Linked DNA regions of Mus musculus: regions 2, 3 and 4 are each linked to region 1. Evidence: chromatin contacts called from public HiChIP or PLAC-seq and promoter capture Hi-C data. All regions are on one chromosome and are shown on one strand. Each heading gives the region's core, a stretch centred on a gene start, on an enhancer-like site or on the middle of the called end of the contact. The rest is flanking DNA. Distances are from core to core; before and after follow the strand shown. Region 1 overlaps Gm36904 (a long non-coding RNA gene). Region 2 overlaps Sdccag8 (serologically defined colon cancer antigen 8). Region 3 has its middle 27 kb from the start of 1700016C15Rik. Region 4 overlaps Sdccag8 (serologically defined colon cancer antigen 8).

Region 1 (4,920 bases), core at 1,648-4,147:
CTTAAAGCTATTGGGCATCACTATGGAGGGGCTAGATGGAGCTTTAGGAGACTGTACTAGATCCTAAGTCCTTATAGGTGTGCCCTGAAAGGGGATATTGGAACACAGTTCCTTCCACTTCCTATCTTTTTCACAGCTTTCCTACAAAGTGACCAGCTCTGTGTACCACCCACTCCCAACGGTACAGTACCACACGAGGAGTCCAGAAGCATCACATGCTGAAGTCTCTGAAACTGGAAGTCCAAATTAATCTACTTAATCAATTAATTAAGTTGATTATTTCCGATATTTGCTACAATGTCAACACACTTCTGATTTTTAGACAAATTATTGTTAAGCATGTGGCAACAATGACAAAATAGAGCAATTATAATAGCACTCTGTAATAGAAGCTACGAGAACACTTCTCAGTCTAAAAAGTATCTTAGTACACTGTCCCCAGCCTTCTTCCTGTGGTAATAGGAGAGGGAGCATGGGAGACAGCACCTGAGCAGTTTGCTAGGGTTACCTGGACACAAGCTCTGGGATATCTCGGCAGCTGATCTGCTAACCAATATGGATACTAAGTAACAGGCAGGTAGCATATACAGCATAGATGAGTGTGAGAACTGTTACCACTTCTTGTTGTTTCCGCTCTGTTGGCCTGGTAACTTCTAGCATGACACTTCCATTATATAGAATTCTCTTTGTCCCTCACTTATTTATGTCCCACACTTGAATGTAAGTTCCTCTTGAATTCTAAATCCCTAGTGTCCGGCTTTGTAACTGCCACATTACAGGTGTTCAATCTTTTTTATCTTTGAAGGTTTTGTTTTTGAAACAGGATCTCAGTATGTAGCCCAGGCTAGCCTCAAACTCACTATAATCCCTTTGCCTCTGCCTCCTGACTGTTGGAACTGCGGGCATGTGATGTCACACCTGATTGACTAATCAATTTTGGTTGATTGATAATTTCCCCCCCAGTTTCCATATGAAGAAGCCCAAACTAGAGGGATGGGTGTTCGCTCAAGTTCACGCTGAAATGAAACTGAGTTTTCTGCTGACTTCTCACTAGTTGCCCGAGGGGAAGATGAATTAGATAGAAGGTTCCACGGAATAATGTTTTATTCTTGGCTACACTACAGAATAGGTTTCATGTTTGTCAGACCTAAAGGATTACTTCCTGGCTTTTGTTGGGTCCAACTGGTTTTATTGTAGCAAATAACATAATCGGGCCCAGTTGGAACATTAGCATAAGGTAGGAATACTTTGTCTTTGTTTATAAGCTTGAAGCCGAGGTATGGATTGTGGAGCAGGACCTCTGCCCAGCCCTCAGCAAGTTAGCCTCAACCCTTTCCTGCCTGCTCCTTGTTCCTCCCCTGCTGCCCACAGCCTGTCATCTCTGCCCTCCTCTCAGGACCTGCTGGAACGTGCCAGGAAATAGGAAGTTATAACTCTCCTACCCTACTCAGACACTGAAAATGTCAAGCAAAAGCCTGAGTGTCTCACACAGAGTTGACACACCTTTTCTTACACTTCCACCCACTCCCACCCAGAAACAGCAGCTCATTCAATATCTGAGTAGCCAGCCAAAGGTGATATTGGGACAGGGGCACAAAAGGACCTGATGTTTCAGCTGTGGCTCCTGCTTGAGGTTCAATGGAAAGAGGAGGCAAAGGCCGGAGGACACGTTGAGCCCAGGAGCTGGAGATGACCCTGGACAACAGCCAGACCTGAAGAGAAAAGAAGGTGTGGAGTTCACGTAGTTCTAATTACAAGCCTTCCATTCTGTTCACTCGCTTGGGTGTAAAAGAAAGCCAGAGACCAAGATTCTAATCCCAGTGCTACTTAAAATTATTTTCTCAACTCATTCTTGTAAAATAATATAGGTCGTGTGCCTACTAGGCCTAGAGCCAAATGCTTTCTTTTTCAGACAGGTCACCTACAAAGGTCACAGCAGAGTGAGGTCATTATCCCTGTGCGATTTACAGGACCTGCCTCTGTTCTCCACCTTTTACAGGAACAGCCTCGAAAACAGCCTGAATTAGCTGTGAGACCCTTTCACGGGAATAGCCTGAGACCATCGGAAAACAGATATTTATTTACATTATGATTCAAACAGTAGGAAAAACTACAGTTATGATGTAGCATCAAAAACAATCTTATGGTTGAGGGTGGTCACCACAACATGAGGAACTGGACTAAAGGGAGGTTGAGAACCACTGAATGGTCTTTGCATCAGATGGCTGCCAGTCAACCCAAGCATTCAAAAAACACACACCGCCGGGCGTGGTGGCGCACGCCTTTAATCCCAGCACTTGGGAGGCAGAGGCAGGTGGATTTCTGAGTTCGAGGCCAGCCTGGTCTACAAAGTGAGTTCCAGGACAGCTAGGGCTATACAGAGAAACCCTGTCTCGAAAAACCAAAAAAAAAAAAAAAAAAAAAAAAAAAAAAAAAAAAAAAAACACACACACCCTCAAACAAAACAAAAACAATAACAAAAAAACATTGGTTGGACCCAGCATCCTCTCCTTGAATCGGAGTTTGGGGCAGTCTGGGTGCTGGGGTGCAGAGAGCTCAGGGGATGAGGCGGGAGGGGTGAGCAGTTCCACGCGGGTCCCCTGATCCCAGTGATTTTCCTGCACTGGCCCCGCGGAAATCTTCAAAGGCACGAGAGGAATGAGCGAGGTTACACAGGGGCGCATTATCAGCCGCTCGCCCCCTTTCACCAGCAGGACCATAATCCCCTCTTTGTGCTCGCTGCAAGCGCAGAGCCACTTGTAATTCCTCTCCCTTTTCCAGGTCCGCCGTGGAGACCAGCCTGACTCTTAAGTCTCTCGATCGTGCACCGGGCAGTGCCGGGCGGGTGGCGAATTCCAGCGAGGCCCTGGGCCCACACAGCAGCGGGCAGCGATTCCCACACTCTCTGCCCGAGGGTGGTGATGCATTCAGATGAGGGGGAGGAAGTGGCTCAGCCAGAGCCTTGGGGCAGGCAGAGGCGACTACAACGCCTCCCATCTGAGTTCTTCAACGAAAACAGCTTCAAGATCTTTAAAAGCGAAAGTGGGGCTGCTCAAACAAACAAAAACCTCTTTGGGATCCACACTAAGGGCGCCCAGGGGAAAGAACTAACGTGAGCTCACGCTCATATTTGCTTAGGGCCCAGGATTCCAGGAATTGGTCCAAAACTCCCTCGTATGAGTAGAATTGGGGAAAATGAGAATTTCCTACTCTAGGGACGACTATTGGTCTGTAATATGGGGGGTGGGGGTGCCTCCCAGTAGGAAAAAAAATGGTAAGGGACTTTCTCTAGGTGCCAGACCTATTTACATACTAACTGCTGTAATCTCACACAATTCCGGGTGTGAAATACACGGAATTATTCCTCTCTTGCTGATAACACTAGAGTATGCATACAGGTGTTTGCACACGTATGCATATATGTACACATATATGTATGTTTACATGCAGACATTTTAGTGTTTATCTGCCCCGCCATGACCTTCACATTTCCAGAATAAGTGCCCAACCTAGAGGTTTCCAGCAAACAGCACTGAAAGGAGAAAGTCCCCAGAGTCCTGTTTCTGTTGTTTTTGCAAAACAAGGCTAGAGGTCAGGTGCTTGGGAACTCCCCTGGTTTTCAGGTGAGTTCTAGCTCCATCTCCTCCCCAGGTCTTTCTTCTCTCTGAGCTCCAGTTTCTTTAGTGTGATTAATGTTGGCTTTGCAGCAATGTAGAAATCAGTGTTTGGAAGCACTTTGCCACCTAGAAAGCACTTCTGGATTGTAACTGGGATAAGAGACACTTCTGCCTCCATAATGGATTATACAGAGGATGGGAAAAATCCCCTGTTCCAAGTTCACCTTTCCCATCCTTTATTATAATTCTTTTTTTCAGTGAGGTGCATATTGAATTTAGGTTGCATTCCACAGGCACTTCTTGTAACTTAGGAACAAATTACTAGGCATCCTGTTGGGTCTCTGGCTAATATCCTAGACTAGAATAGGAAAATGATGTTTTTATTAGGTATGAGGACAGCAGGGGAAGTGCCAGCTCTCTTCATTGTCTGCTTACCCAGGTCATGGCTATACAGCAGTGGGCCTCAATCTTGCTAATGCTACAATTCTTTCAGACAGTTCCTTGTGTTGTAGTGACTCCCCTACCCATAAAATTACTTCATTGCTCCTCTATAACTTTACTACTGTAATGAGTCATAATGTAAGTATCTGATATGCGACCCCAGGGGTTTTGACCCATACAGGAATTTCGGTGAGATTTTTCTCAGGTCCAAACTAGTTTTTAAAATTCTCCATAAGGATGTGTTCATGTACATCCTTCTGCAAAGGTACGGGGAATATGCTCAACTCTGTGCGCAACCCTGGCTTGGAAACCTGTGTGTTCTCTGCACACTGTTGAAAGCAAGCACTTCTCTGGCCTCTAGAACCAACCTAGCCCCAGCACTGGAGTGCTTCTGGGAGAAATGCCTTCTGTAAGGTACAAGGAAGTGGGAGGTGGCAGGGATAGGGCTGGCTGTTGTCTTGCTCTAGTTAAGATCTGAAATATCTCTCAGACACAAGTGTTAAATGCTTCGGCCCCAGCCTGTGGTGCTGTTGGTTGGTGCATGGCTGAGGTTAGTGGGTGTGATCACTGTAGGCATGGAAGGGATATCCATACTCCACCCCACCCACCCCCACCCCCGTTTCCTCCATCTTTACCTTCCTGATACTGGGAGAATATTCTCCAGCAACAGTTCTCAACCTGTGTATCTTTTTTTTTTTTTTTTTTTTTTTTTTTTTTTTTTTTTTTTTTGGTTTTTCGAGACAGGGTTTCTCTGTATAGCCCTGGCTGTCCTGGAGCTCACTTTGTAGACCAGGCTGGCCTCGAACTCAGAAATCCACCTGCCTCTGCCTCCCTAGTGCTGGGATTAAAGGTGTTCGCCACC
Region 2 (4,920 bases), core at 1,299-3,798, 390 kb after region 1:
CTAGACACTGTGTAACAGCAATACGTAGGCCAAGCCGCTAACTCTCCTACCCACAAGCTATTCAAATGATTATGCTTTTTATTCATATGTAAAAAAAACCTAATTACTTTTGTATGCTGCTGTGAAAGTTAAGAATGTATTATACCAAGCGTGTTTTCTTCCTCAGTGTCCCAAATGACTGGCCTTAAAGACAGCTTTTGTGTGTTCCTGAAAAACTTGGAAATAGACTAAAATGCCATCGCCTATATCAACAGAAGATTGTAGAACTGCTTGACTTATTTGTATCCTTTATTATGCTAATGGTTATCTTGGCCTTTGTTCCTGATTTTCATGGTTTTAAGTTATAAACACTATAAAAATCCAAGTACGTATACATAACCATGAAAAAAAATATCTAAGTTGGGTTGCGGGAGTAGCTTGGGAACAGTGTGCTTGCTTACCATACAAGGCCCCGGAGTCCCTCCTTGGGACAGAAAGGTTGTCTAGATGGACAATCACAAAAATATGCACACAGAGATACCTGGTTTCTCAGAAAACTTATATCAATGCATGGCACATTTTAGTAATAAATTACGGTAGAGTAAAAATGCAATTTTAAAGCCAAATTTTAGCTATCAAATAAAAATATTCTAAAGACAATGTACAATGTTACCCAATCACCTACCTGCTCTTTAGTGAGACCTTTTCCAGTTTCTTGGCTAACAAGCAGCATTCTTCTTTTAATTTTGTCAGAAATGTGTTCTGGGATGTCAGCAGTAAATACTGTTCACTTTCTAGAAATAACAATAACCCACCAATATGAGACATAAGTGGCTTTGCTCTGTAACTCTTGCCATGCACGGTGCTAACGTGCTTCAGATCACTCTGCCCTTCCTACATCCACCAGATCACTGTCAGTGTCCTAAGTGAAGGACTTGTCATCTGGCGGGACACTGAGTCTTGTGAGACATTTATTTTCATAATAAACTTGTATACCAGGAACAATTTTGATCATATCAGCTTGTGTAACATTTTAGCATGCTCATAAACTGTCAAATATCTCAAATGAAGTCATAAATGCTTATATCTTTGAAGTATGCAAGATATTATATTTTTATTTTGACAATTTTACTATAAACAGTGTCAAAAATTATCACAACCAGATAATTCGAAATTAAAGCCGAGGAATTCTCTGCTACACTGTACTTGGTGCTTGATGGTTCTTATCTGCCCATGTTTTACCCCCTTAGAGCTTGTATACACTCCAGTCATTAGGTGGAATACACAACTGTCCTTAGAAATCTTACCATACTTTCATAGTGTGTGTTTCAATAACAGTCTGGCCAGAGACTAAAGAGGGTGTGATTTGTGTGTGCATTTGCAAAATAAATGATCTTAAAGACGATTTTAACGGTCAAAACCTTTCCCAACTCTCAGGTCCTGCCCAAACTCTTGGTCCAGGATTCTACCAGCAATAGCCAAGGACAGTTTCCCCGATGAATTCCTCTTTGTGTTAGTTTAAAAAAAAAAAAATCAACAAAATCTTTTGGATTTTTTTTATTTCTTCTGGCTAAATGCTAAGGAGAAACTCTATACATGAGGCATCAGGATAGCTGACTTTATAAGTAAATAAATCCATTAAAGAACTTCAGGTTACCAATAGATGAAATCATTTTTTAACCATATCTTTAAATATAATATGCATTAAATCCTGTGAAATTCATTTGTAAATAATTTTCCCTTTTCAATTTTTACTAATGTTCGGGGGGGTGAAGCATACAGCAAACAAAGCAAAATAAATCAGGGCTCTAAAATTAAGCAACATTTTTTGTGGAAGAGACAGGATCAATTAAACTTTTGTTTTAATGGTACAATCAGCGTGGAGTATGTGGTGTAGAATTATAATGGCTGACACTGTCTTGTTTTGACTAACACTGTCTGTGAACACACAACTCAAAAGCGAAAGGAACTACATAACGCCCTGACTGCACACATCAAACTGCCTATTTTCAAAGTGCATTTTACTTTCAAATTAAAGGTAAAGAGTTACTGGCCAACTCAGTCTGCAGAATAGTGCCAACGTGATGAAAGATGGCGATTTTGGGCCAAGCTGCCAGCTGTGGTCAATGCCTTGTATTAGTGAATTTTAACAGCAGTTCTGAGAAGCTGACGAATGCAGAGGATTAAGCATCACTCTCGACTGCATTGGGGGAGGTGGGGGAAATCATACAAATGCTAAAAATGTTCGAAGCTGCAAAGATTAAATAAAGGAACATATCAATTTGGAGCCACTGAATTACATCCAGCTGCGACAGTGAATTAAGAACCGATTAATGGGTAAAGCTTTTCTCCAGTTTGGATGCTGAAGCAAACTCATTAGGCTTTTAGAGTAGCTATAATGTGTGTACTGTGGGAACTGTTCAATGCTATTCAGGAGACTCTAACTGTAAGCTCAGAGCATTTCCCGCAGAGCTTCTGATGCTATTTTCTTTATATAACATGTGTGCCTGAAAACCCAGCCAAAAGCAAGCCCTTTGTTTTTCTACTTTGTTGTGGTCTCTCTCAGCTCTACGTTTCTTGAACACAGGTAAATAAACTCATAATCCAGATGGTGCAACAGATGTGAGAGCAGCACTCTCAAGTCAACAGACAGTGGGCAATACTTCCCATTTTCTCTTTTAAACGCTAACTAATATGTAATTCGGAATCTCCGGTGCAGTTAGCATCTGCTCCCTTCGGCCAGCCAAAGGTTACAGGTGTTCCTGATGTCATTTCACAGTAAGGCGTGGGCCTGGCTTGTGAGCAAGTGCCCAGGCTCTAATCTTTCCCTACCACCCACCAGTTTTGTCGTGCTGGGTCTCCATTTGCTGTATCTTCTGTGTCAGCTCCTGTTCTCTCTGCTGGGCCTGAAGGGCTTGGGCCTTTGCTTCATTGCTAAAGCTTTGCTGAATGCTATCTTTTTCCAGTCTGCAAAACAGAGAGGAGACAGACAGAGACGTTATCTGCAGGTGCACAGACCTCCATCATTCCCCCACAGACCACAGACTGCAGACAGGTAGTACACTAAAGCAGCAGTAGCTAATCTTTCTGTAGTCTCCCCATTTTGCAGGAGAGAGAAAATCCAAAGGACTCTCTCTGTACTGTGTAGCACATACATACAAGTCCAGACAGACTCAAGGGTGACGTTTTAAAAATTCAAACAAAATCATAACAATGAAACAGTTGTATTTTATCACCTGATAATTTTTATTTGCATGTGTGTGTGTGTGCGTGTGCGTGTGTATGTGTGTGTGTGTGTGTGCGTGTGTGTGTGTGTGTGTGTGTGTGTGTGTGCGTGTGTGTGTGTGTGTGTGCGTGTGTGTGTGTGCGTGTGTGTGTGCGTGTGTGTGCGTGTGTGTGTGTGTGCGTGTGCGTGTATGTGTGTGTGTGTATGTGTGTGTATGTGTGTGTGTGTGTGTGCGTGTGTGTGTGTGCGTGTGCGTGTGTGCGCGTGTGCGTGCGTGTGTGTGTGCGTGTGTGTGTATGTGTATGTGTGTGCGTGTGCGTGTGTGCGTGTGCGTGCGTGTGTGTGTGTGTGTGCGTGTGTGTGTGTGTGCGCGCTCACACATGCCAGTGTGCAGGTGAAAAGATCACAGATGCACTTCGCAGGAACTAGTCTTCTTCCTTTAGCCCAGTGGGGCTGGGGACAGGACTGGAGCCTTTAGACTTTCACCTTACAAACACCTTTTCCTGAGGAGCCCTTGCCAGCCCTGACTGCATCTTCACAGCATGCATGCTTTCTGTTCTTTCTGTCTTGTAATATCACCAATCTTTCACCGTCCGGATGGTCGCTATTTTCTAAGACTGTGAAATTTTAGGAAGAACATGACTTAATTCTTAGTCTTGGGAAATTTTGCTTTGAAACTAAGCCTCGTAGACTACTTCTGGTTTTCTTCCAAGATGTAAGATATAACTTCAAATATACCGGCAGAGGCTGTTGAGAGGCCAGCACCACATGCCTGCTTTCATTAAGTGCTTTCATACACCAGGCTGCACACCGTGAATGGACAGCAATGTGAACAGGAGCTACTTCCCTCATCTATTCATAATGAAATTTCCTTTTGGGTCATGCTGACAGAATTGCAGCATGAGGACAACATCCTATTGGTGGCTCTCTTTATGAGAGAACTTCTTTTTGTTGTTTCATTTTATTGAGACTGATCCCTTGTAGGGAGGGAGGGTGGCCTCAAACTTGCTACGTAGCTGAGGAGTACCTTGGATTTATGATCCTCCTGACTCTACCCCACCCCCACCCCCAAGTGCTGGGTTAGACACATGCACTATCATGTCCAGTGTTGAGAAGTGCCGGGCACTCACCCCAGGGCTTTGTGCAGGTTAGGTACTTTACCTACACAGCTACATCCCCACCCAGAGAGGAACTTCCTAACAAGCTGAGGCTGAGGGGGAGCACGGCCCGTGTCACCCTGACACTGTGCTCACATTGCACGCCACATCTGAACCCTTGCTGGGTGGGTTCTTCAAGCTCTATGAGAAGCAACATGAGGGTTTCCTTCAATTAAGGGACTCAGTTATTTCCAACTCTGATCTCCTTGTGGGCATTTCTCATCCATGCTGCTTTAGTTTACTAATTGAGATATTTACTGCCTAGCCTTTGCCAAACTAAAAATAAACAGTTTCATAAAGCTATCACTACCAGTCTATGTACCGCTGTGGAACTTCAATTCACTGGCTTCTAATTATATGGCAACATAAGGAAAGCCTGTACTGAGATTGGTCAATGCGTGTGGTAGTGTTGTAGTGGAAAGCTCCAGAATGAAAACACACCCACACCTCACTCAAATGGAACCATCAGGGGTCCATGCTAAATGTGAAATAAGGTCCCTTCTGGTACTTCTAACAACAACACCCCCTGGATGTGCTCCAAGGTCTTGTCTCACACTC
Region 3 (4,920 bases), core at 1,706-4,205, 360 kb before region 1:
GATGAGCACATGGGACTTCAAAATCCCAATTCCCTGCAACTTCCTAAGACAGAAAAATCAACTCTCTACGTTAGCAGTTAGCATCTACCTGCTGGTTAAGAAGATACTGCAGTAGCCATGTTTCTGAAGACAACAGGCACCTTAGTCAGGAACTGCCCTCTTCTGCCCCCTTGAGCATTAGGCAGATAATTACATACTATAGCTCAAGGGGGAAGAGCTGGACCTTCAGAGAAAGAGAAGGGGCTACATAGCCTCTAAGGAGTTGTGAGATCAAGCCAACGTCATCTTTCAAGAGCCAGCACAGTGCAGGTAGGCCTGGGGTGAGGGAATAAATCATAGAGTGGGGTAGGTCAGTGGTGGGGGCTGTGCTGATTATATATTTTTTTCTTAATTTTAAGGGGTTTAGTGGCTTTAATTCTCTGTCTTTCTCTCGGTCTCTGTCTCTTGTGGTTTTGGTCCTAATGAGCTATTTCATGTCTTGCATTTTTCTGTGTGTATGTACATTTTGTATGCGCACGTGTGTAGTATGTGTGTGTGTGTCCACATACACGTGAGCATATGGAGACTAGAGGTACAATAGCAAGTGTCTTACTCTCTCTCTCTCTCTCTCTCTCTCTCTCTCTCTCTCTCTCTCTCACTGTAGAATCACTTACTGAACTTAGAGCTCACTGAACCTAGAGTTCACTGATTTGCCTACCACGCTCCAGGGCTCCTCCTGCCTCCCACTGCTCTCTGAGCTGGGATTACAGGTTTGCACTGCTACACCCGATTTATAACATGGGGGATGGGGATTGGCTTTTACTTGGATGCTGGGTATCTGAACTCAGGTCTCTAAGTTTGTGTTGCAGGGACTTTACTGACTAAGCCATCTCCTCAGTCCCCTCCCCCCTGTATTCTCCATGATCTGTCCTTTGAAGCTTTAACCTGCAGAGAGTACAGAGGAAGCTAATGTTTAGAGACAGTGAAGCTCCCTGGTAGCACAGCCTTGATGCCTAAATCAGCCAATCCAGAGCCCTGAACCATCTCCTTTATCACACCTTAACACATCAGGTCAGTGTGCCCTAAACCATCCCAGGCCACAGGAATTGGACAGCTAGGAATCACCCATACAACCCAGAGCCTGCTGATGCCATTGCCACTATTCAGTCCTAAGCTGTCCCTGCCCTCTCCTGTTCCTGCCAGAGAACAGACCCAGTCAAACACCTCTCCCTTTACCCCACTGCTTCCTGTTTCTTGAATCTGTCACAAGAAATTTCTTAGTGATAATTGTTTCCAAGCTTGCTCTCTCACCGACTCATAGGAATCCTGGTGTTTTGTTTTGTTTTGTTTTTTTCTATCTGAACACTCCCCTGGGTTATGATTGGGTACTCTGGGTGAGAACCCCAGGAGAAAGAGAGGGTGCATTGCTACTGAGGCTCTGAGAGGCAGAGAAAGCAGCATCCTATGGAGACAGGATGTGCAGGACCCAGAGGAAAAGATCAGAAATGTATACAGTCCAGAAGGCTGGAAAATGTGCAGCTGCCCTGCAAGTCTGCAGGGATCAAACCCCAGTCTGAAGGAAGGGCCTGGTTTAAAAAGACCCACCTATGTGTCAAAGTAGGGTTTTACACCTGTCTCCTGGAGATCTTCTATCTGCATGCTGTACTGTGCTTTTACTGGGTATTATCCAAGAAGGCTTGGAAATCTATAGCATGAATACAGTGTGTTTTTCATTTGGAATCTTATAGATGTATTACACATATTGCTCCTTAGCCCTGTAGAGTGTGCCAGCGGTCATATTCTTCCACCTTTAAGGGGGTTCTGGGGACTGAACTTAGTCAGGCTTGTGCCACAAGCACCTTCACCTGCTGAGTCATCTATCCATCTTTGAAAACTTTCTTAAGAAAGTGTTAGTCATTAGGAAGGAAGCAGAACTAATGGTAAACTTTCCATGACTCAGTGACTCAGGGAAAACTGCTCAGCGTACTCCATTTTTGGAAGGAGAGAGAAACAAATTATGTAATATTACAACAATGAATACTTAAATCCTGTTCTCTAGCGGCTGCTGGCAGAAGTGACTGGGGACTCAGAGGAAGGCCAAAGCCATCCTCATAGAGGTTTCTATTTTCCCTATTCATTTGCTCCTTGGAGTATTGTGAATCCCAGGGCCATTAGGGGAAAACCTGTGCAGACCAGCAGGGCAGGCTCTGACAATCCCAAGACAATCTCTCTCTCTCTCTCTCTCTCTCTCTCTCTCTCTCTCTCTCTCTCTCTCTCTCTCTCTCTCTCCTCTCTCTCGTCCCTGTGTCAAATGCATCCCTTTGTCTCCGAGTCATCTTTCCTTACAGAGCTACTGACTCTCAAGTCTGTTGTAGACTGTTGTAGCCACAGATTCGATGGCTGGATGAGAGACAGGGATGCCTCCTGCTCGTCCTGGAAATTTCATTACTGACTTGTCTGGCTCCCAAGGGAGGGCTTTCAAGCAAGCTTGGGCTGGTCCAGAGTTTCTGAATTTGAGGCTGGTTGCCTCTAGGTGGCAGCAATGTCCCATTTTCTGCCGCCACTGCTGCTCGGATTCGTTTCTCTCCCACCCTGTTAATTTGAGAAACTAGTGCTCAAGGGACTCTTCCAAGAGATCTTTCTTCTGTGCCCAGGCAGACTCGAGGCTTCTTGTGGTTTGCTGCCCGAGTGGAGACCCACATTTTTCGGAGTCAGCAAAGGGTGGGAAGACAGGCTAGTTGGAAAGAGAAGAGATGGAGCGACTTAGGGAAGAACGGAAGCAAGTGAGGTGGTGGCGAGGAAGGAGCCCCTGCAGGCATCAGTCGCTGACATGGCCTTTGTAGAGGGGCCACTGCGGGTGGGAGCTGCAACGCCTCGCAGAAGCTCCTGGGCTCCCCTTGGTTCATTGCCCAGGGTATAAAACCACAGAGGGAAGCAAGGAGAACTTTACTCTCAATCATGACCTGACGCCAGGCTGCCACACAGGGGCTACTGTGGCTCATTGCAGTTCTTAGATGGCTTCAGGGACAGAGCATAGAACTCTGTGTGACCCTGTGAAAGCCCCCTTCTCACAGGATCCCTTGGAACTTGGAGAGGATTTAGTAAAGTCTTATCCTCCATGCAAGATGTCAGACTAAGGGGGGAACAGGGTCGGTTGGGCTGTCGTCTGCCCCTGCATGCTGAAGATGTGGTAGCCATCTTCCTTAGCATTTTGGGAAGTTTCACTATCAAACGAACTCAAGACCTTAGTAAAACTGGGCTTGCCTAACACTTGTCACTTTAAGATTAGGAAATAGCTTTCTTATTACTTGCAACAATTACTTATTCACCCTGCCCCTTTTTCCTATTTCTAAGAGTAATGTCTCAATGTGTAGGCTAAGATGAGCAGCCGGTCCCCTGTCTCCATCCCTAAGCTGGGGTATTCAGTCCTGTCTCATGTCACACCCCTGTATACTGTATATCATATGCCCTCATGATTCCGATGCTGCCCACATAAGGATGTCCCCTCCAAAGCTCATGTCTAAATTTGGGTCCCTGTGTGACAGGCCTGAGGTGGTGATGTCATCAGTGGTTAGGGAACAGGAGGCATGTATATGTCTATGTTGTTGCTTGCAGCAGCCATGGTGTTCTTTTTCACACAGAGCCTCACTGTAGAGCCTTGACTGACTTGAAGCTTTCTGTGTATACCAGGCGGGCCTTGAATTTACAGTCATCTCCTGCTTCTGCCTCCTGAGGGCTGGGATTTGAGGAGTGAGCCACCACGTCCTGCCGCCAGGCCTCCGGAGTTCTTTTCAGAGCTCTGCACACAGGTGAGGCAGTACTATTGATTTCGCTGTAAAAAAGATTTCATGCAGAGCAGATATGTCTCCGAGCTGGGGTTTATAAGAGGAGGAAAGTATATGGCCCACTGGAATGTGAGTGTCTCAAGAGGGCGCTCGGGGGTGGGGGGGATAAAAGCTGGAGTGTAAATAGATAGATAGATAGATAGATAGATAGATAGATAGATAGATAGATAGATAAATGGAGCTCAGTTTTACTTTACAACGGCCATATCCAGAGTTTTGGTGGGTAGTGAGTTCCTGGAGGACATGAACAAGATTACAGCTGACAGGGTGACACCCTGAGTCCCAGGCTTGCATGGAAAATGAAGATGCTCTCACTGTTAGCAAAAGTTACTGGTTTGTGAGATTCTCAGGAAACCTCTGGGAAAGGAGAAACGTCATACTAAGGTCATAGGTTCTCAGCCTTAAGCATGGTTTATTGCTACCTTAACATCCTTATTTGAGTAACTGTATAGAAAACAGCTTTATTGTCTATATCTATATAAAAGAAGTAGCAGGAGCTGTAGAGGTGGCTCAGCAGTTAAGGTTTCCTGCTGCTCTTAGAGTTTGGTTCCTAGCACCTCTGTTGTGTGAGTCTCGACGACCTCCTGAGCACTAGGGTTACAGGTGGACTCTGGGACCCAAACTCCAGTGTTTTGTCCTCCAGTCCCCATGCTAAAAGTCTCCATTCTCAGGGACTGGAGGCTTCAACAGACCCCAGAGTCCTGAGACATGTTCTTTCCCCATGCTCTCGTCTACCCTGGGGTTCCCTTCTGAGGTGATAGGTCAAGAGGGATCAATGGACCTCTCATGGCACTAGATCAGTCACCACCGGCAGATACTCAGGCAGCAAACTGTGCCTGTGTTTGTCCCTTTGGTGAGTGCCCATTTGCTCCTCTGCATTTCTGTCACAGCAGTATGGCGTAGCACGTGGCCAAGGCCTGTGCAGCTGCCTGATTGTGCTCTTACAGCTGCTGGAACCAAACAAAGAACTCACAGAGGAAACAGAACCATGAAAGGAGCTCGAGGAGTGTGGGGGAAACCAGGCGAGTGTTTGTCTTGTCTCTGTTTTCTAGAGGGTTCATAGACTCCTCATGTCTCCATCCGCCCGAGTGGGAAG
Region 4 (4,920 bases), core at 1,417-3,916, 340 kb after region 1:
TGGCCAAATTGGTCACAGAGGTGTGATGGAGGAAGAGTGAGCCCACGGCAGCTAAGTAACCAGATTCAGTCACTACGGTGTACCTACTGGCACACATCTTAATTAGGTTTTAATGCTAGTAATTTGATAACAACTCCTGGCTATGGGCTAGAGAACCTGTCAGTGCTGAAAGCTTTTTATTTAGTTTCTCTTCCCTCTAACACTGAGGCAGCCTCCCCGCTGACCCTTGTCAAAGAACCCCATCTGCTGGTTGCCACGGTAACTGAAGGAGACCAATTGAGCTGAACAGAGCGACTCAGAAATAAAATCTGCAGCCAGAGGAATTCTGCTAAGAGTAATAAATCATTTAGTAAAGGGGGTCCTCCACATGGTGATGAGTGTTGGGATAATATGATGGCATAACTCTTCCAGCTAGAAGGTCCATGACAGATCAGAGTGATTAGACCGGCTGGAGGGCTCATTTGGTTTCTAGTGGGCTCAGGCATCGCAACAGACAGATCCGGCCCAGTTACATGCCACTGTGGGTGGGGGTGAGGGGTAAACTTAACACTTGGACCACAGAATGTTCTTATTTTAAGGAGTGGAAGGCAGCCAGCTGAGGCTCCACACACCTTACTCATTTTTCTTTAAGAACGTGTAAGTTAACCAACTTCCCAAGTGTCTCACCTCAGGTTATCCTCCGCAGCAGCATGTTCCCGCCTGAAGCACCTAAGAGGGCAGGCAATGTACCCTTAGAGGGCAGGGCTTTTTCTTGTTTTCTTTGCTTTGCTTTGCTTTTCTTTCCTTTTTTTTTTTTTTTTTTTTTTTTTTTTTTTTGGTTTTTTTGAGACAGGGTTTCTCTGTGTAGCCCTGGCTGTCCTGGAACTCACTCTGTAGACCAGGCTGGCCTCGAACTCAGAAATCCGCCTACCACCAAGTGTGACCGTGATGGTCTCAGAGGGGCCTAGGGGCTTTGCGCTCTAATTTTGTAAGGCTCCCCTGCACTGAATGATGGGCAGAAGATAAAGGGCCTTGTACCCAGTCCTAGGAGACAGAGGCCAAAGGAGCTGCATTTTCAAAACAAAAGTTCTGGGTTGTGCTAATCGCTAAGCATGTCCCCCTACCTGCCATTTCCTTGTTTGGTGTGGGCAGAGACACAAGGGTCCTGACAGCAGATCAGGACAGGAAGGCAACACCGCTGTACAGGCCGTGCACGGCGCCTTCTCACCCGGCCGGCCACTCCTCACTGGCTGCCCGGCACCATTTTGAGAGGTAATGGTCAGGGACTATGCGTACTCCCTGACCCCGAGAATACACTAACTCACCCTTGGAGATCATTTTCAGCCAAACCAAAGGTAGACTTTGATTTCTCCCTCTGGATGCTGCCAACAAACTGCTTCTGTCTTAGTTTTCAGAGAAGAGGAGCAGCTGTGCACTTAGATCCTGCACCGCCTGCTCTGAACCCAGGCCGCACCCCGCCCAGACAACAGCGACAGCCTCCAGTGCGGCTGGCCACCCCGTGCTGGGCAATTGTCCTCCTGCAGGTGCAGCCAGCCACAGGGCTCCGCATGGGCCACGGGGGCGCGCCCGCCTGTTCCGCCTCTGGATACCGGTGGCTTGGCCAGCACCCCCTGCCCACCATGAGAGGGCCGGCACCTGCAGGGGCCGGCTGGGTGCCTAGCATCTGGCTAGGGAGGCTCCACAGGGGCTCCCGGGGCCTCTGGACTTTGGCAGAAGGAGGGGATTAAAGCGAGCTGGCAGTTGAGGGAGGAGATGGGTGAAAGCTTCATTAACTCCATGCTCGCGGCCCAATTTCATTCTCCTGAGAAGCAATGTGAAAAACAGGTTGATTTCCCGGCGATGCAAGAGGTGCTGTGGGTTTGTATTTGCTGTCTTTAATTCTAATTCCTTATTGGTAAACAAATAAGTGAATCATTGTTTGTTGATGATCATGGACGACCCAATTTTTAATTAAAGAGAAAAAAATCTTGGCTAATAGAGAGGCCAAAGAAATATTACCGCTCGTTTTAATTTCTATGAAGTAATTAAGCTTCTCTTGTGACTTAATTGAAACTGGCAAGACTTAAGAACTCACTCAAAGAGGTGACAATCAAAAGGTGCTGGATGACCCCCCCCCCCAGCGGGTTTTCCGATCAACCCTCAAATGTGCCCTGGAAAACTGTACCCGTGAGTCCTTGAAAATATTTCCAGTGGGCATGCTTTATGCCCAGGCCTTCATTCTTGATTTTTGCCCCTCTACAAAGTTACACTTTAGAGTTTCACTTGTAAGCCCTACTTAGAAATTCCCCTCCAAATGCTTTGTCTGCTCGATCTCCTGAGCTGCCCTCATATTTCAGTTTCCAGACACTCTTGAACTTTGCAGACAGCGCCAGTTTGAGCCTGCACAGAACAATCAGCCAGCGTATCAGTTCCCCTCAGAGACAGTGAGATTTCTCTAGCACAATCTGCCCAACCTGAACTCCTTCCTTCAGAAACATTTTGCGTTTAGAAAGAAACTCGCAGCTGAGCCTCCTAAGAAGCGACATGTAACAGACAGTGCGTGTGGTGCGGGGCGGGCAGCTCGGAATGAAAAGAGAATTTTGTACTTGGTTTCTTCAGCGCCATGCTCATAATGTACACGTGGCCGAAACTGACATCAGACAGGGAAAGTAAGACGCTGGGGGGAGGGGCATGTGAGGGCGGTGGAAAGACAGAAAATATGTTGATAAAAACAGGAACTTCTGTTAATCTACATTTTCCAGTCACTGTCTTAATTAAGAATGTTAGGAAATATGTTACAGTTTAATTGCATTGTTTCAAGAAACTCAGAGGCTGACAAATTCCAGGCTGTGTACACTTGGAAAGAAAATGGGATCCGATTGACAGTTTCTTCTAATTGGCGAATAACAATCAGAATTAGGCTTTTCACAGATACAGGCCCCCAATGAATCCCAAATTCACAAGACAGAGTAAGAATATCCTAACCTTCAATGTGTTAGCAAAAAATGGGCTTGGGGAGGAAAAAAAAGAGAGAAGCTGGCGTGCTCAAGTGTGTAAGAGCACAATTTACAACACAAACACCAATAGTTATTTAAGATGTCCTTGTTAAGAATCTCCACAGGATTTCTAGATGACCCCATTTAACAAGAACAAAGCCAGAAACCATGCCAGTCTGCAGACACATGCCATCTCTAACCGCCTTTCTGCTACTCCAACCTAGTTACACAGGACCTGGCTTCCACCTTCTTTCTGCAGGAGGCTGTGTGTTGCTACAACAGACAAAGAAGAACGCACTGTGGCTGTTCCATGTTCTGAGGGAAGCTGTGCTAGACACACACCTCACATGGCTCTGGTTTTTCATGTTTTTATTATTTTAATGTGCATGTGTACATATGAGTATGATATGTGTGTGCACCTGTGTCTGTGTGTGTGTCTGTCTGTCTGCATGCATGCATGCATGCATGCGTGTGTAATATATGTGAAAATTCAGAAAACAACTTTATGGAGTTGGTTCTCTCCTTCTACCTTGATGGGTATCGAACTCAGAGCACCAGGCTTGCACGGTGAATAGCTTTATGTGCTGATCCAAGTGGTCAGCTCACTATGTCAATTCTACCCTTTCCTTGGTTCTGTGTGTGGGGAGGGCGTCCAGCTGGGGTCAGACATGATAGGCAAGGCATCAATATTCGGTATGCTCTGTTCCCACAGGGCTCAGAAAGGCCAGGAGCTGACTCACCAGTCACTCTCAGAGCTCTCAAAGGTTAATGAAGATTTGCTGAATGCTTCTCTCAGGTCAACCCACTGCTTCCTTGGTTGTTCTCAGCCATTCGACCTTCTATAAGCCAACTTTTGTCACATCTGAGCCTCAGAGTTAGCTATGAACTAACTTTTCCAGCCACTGGCGATTTTACTGCATGTACAAAGTCCTCTTCTCAGCAACAGAGCACAATGCTTGCCTTGCGATGGCCATGTACTGCCAGTACCCTAGGTCTCAGCGCTCAGTTTATGCTTATTCTGAACTATAAAATAGCATCTGAGCTCTCAGATGAGCCAGGGAATGGCAGGTATGGCCTAACAGTGCAGTGACTTCACTGGTAGAGACTGGAAGACCTACAACAGTGGGAGGGTATGCTCTCATGTGCTCACTATGGCCTCCACAGATTTGTCTATCTCCTGGGATCAGGATGGACACACAGGCCCCTGGGAGTTAGACAGCCTTCCTGCAAAAGGCATTTGTCAAGGCCCTGAGAACTGTAGGACTGAGCCTGGAGCCCTGCGGAGGACAGAGGAACAGCACACGGGAGCAGGGCTGCAACATGACTAATTAATTACCAAATTGGGGGCAGAGAGGAGAGTTCACAGGGGCCTAGAGCCCAGAGAACCCAGCCTTGTAATTAATAGTTGAAAAGTTCTAGTCAATTCTCAGAGTTCGAAGAACATTAAAAGAATACTTGATGCTGCGGGCAGGGAGGAAAGCAGCCGCCGCCCCAGGGCCAATTGCCTCTCCAGCAGCGGCAAGGCTGCTCCCCTGCTCTCAGGACCATTTGTTCCATTACACAATCTCCTGAAGCCATTTAGAGAGAGCTCAAACAACTGCCTGTACCAACGCGACACATGGCTCCCCATTCCGACTCTTTGCTAATCCAGACGCTCCAACCATCTTTCTTTAAGATGCCATATGGTTGGCAGAAGCCTGTAGATCTTCTAGCAGCACATCTGTTTCTGCCTTTCTCCTTCCCTCCATCCCCCAACAAAAGAGGGCTAGGAAGGCAGCCTGAGAGGAGGCTCACTGTGCCCCTGCCTGGCTGGAGGCTCCTCTTACTCACTCTGACACAACAAGGCTTTTAAGGGGATGACCAGGAATTATTTGGGACTCCACCATTTTTAACTGTGGGGCATGGCGATTTTCTTTTTTTTTTTTTCTTTTTTTGACCTATTGAT

What was found. HiChIP or PLAC-seq counts read pairs in DNA pulled down with a chosen protein or histone mark. Capture Hi-C pulls out chosen DNA fragments and counts their contacts.
Region 2: a BATF HiChIP or PLAC-seq map of CD8 T cells shows a contact between it and region 1, with 5 read pairs. The contact joins two enhancer-like sites. A contact is called at or near these places in 2 of 115 datasets of contacts at active chromatin or transcription factors (CD8 T cells and bone marrow-derived macrophages).
Region 3: a contact with region 1 is called in an H3K4me3 HiChIP or PLAC-seq map of bone marrow-derived macrophages, with 6 times the contacts expected there. The contact joins two enhancer-like sites. A contact is called at or near these places in 3 of 484 Hi-C or Micro-C datasets (bone marrow-derived macrophages, cerebellar granule neurons and nephron progenitors), 8 of 115 datasets of contacts at active chromatin or transcription factors (astrocytes, bone marrow-derived macrophages, embryonic basal ganglia and 5 more) and 1 of 9 other capture datasets (embryonic stem cells).
Region 4: a promoter capture Hi-C map of adipose tissue shows a contact between it and region 1. The contact joins two enhancer-like sites. A contact is called at or near these places in 2 of 484 Hi-C or Micro-C datasets (embryonic stem cells and palatal mesenchyme), 1 of 115 datasets of contacts at active chromatin or transcription factors (astrocytes) and 1 of 9 other capture datasets (adipose tissue).

Annotation. Positions count from the first base shown.
Region 1 is chr1:177,336,903-177,341,822 of GRCm38.p6, reverse strand. All of the region lies in intron 6 of Gm36904 (a long non-coding RNA gene), which reads right to left. Among named protein-coding and RNA genes, the nearest start is that of Gm36904, 82 kb to the right of the region's middle. Within about 2 kb of position 2,897, at least 202 of the 459 cell types and tissues checked have an H3K27ac peak or open chromatin away from gene starts, as enhancers often do. A contact at or near this core is called in CD8 T cells, adipose tissue, astrocytes and 2 more, where this site is marked.
Region 2 is chr1:176,944,134-176,949,053 of GRCm38.p6, reverse strand. It overlaps Sdccag8 (serologically defined colon cancer antigen 8), which reads right to left. Exons shown (of 18, transcript NM_029756.3): 14 at 2,819-2,946; 15 at 665-773. Among named protein-coding and RNA genes, the nearest start is that of Gm15423, 5.6 kb to the right of the region's middle. Within about 2 kb of position 2,548, at least 65 of the 459 cell types and tissues checked have an H3K27ac peak or open chromatin away from gene starts, as enhancers often do. A contact at or near this core is called in CD8 T cells, where this site is marked.
Region 3 is chr1:177,700,631-177,705,550 of GRCm38.p6, reverse strand. No RefSeq gene overlaps it. Among named protein-coding and RNA genes, the nearest start is that of 1700016C15Rik, 27 kb to the left of the region's middle. Within about 2 kb of position 2,955, at least 191 of the 459 cell types and tissues checked have an H3K27ac peak or open chromatin away from gene starts, as enhancers often do. A contact at or near this core is called in astrocytes, bone marrow-derived macrophages and pancreatic cancer cells, where this site is marked.
Region 4 is chr1:176,994,602-176,999,521 of GRCm38.p6, reverse strand. The region is part of intron 16 of Sdccag8 (serologically defined colon cancer antigen 8); the gene reads right to left. Among named protein-coding and RNA genes, the nearest start is that of Gm15423, 56 kb to the right of the region's middle. Within about 2 kb of position 2,666, at least 101 of the 459 cell types and tissues checked have an H3K27ac peak or open chromatin away from gene starts, as enhancers often do. A contact at or near this core is called in adipose tissue, where this site is marked.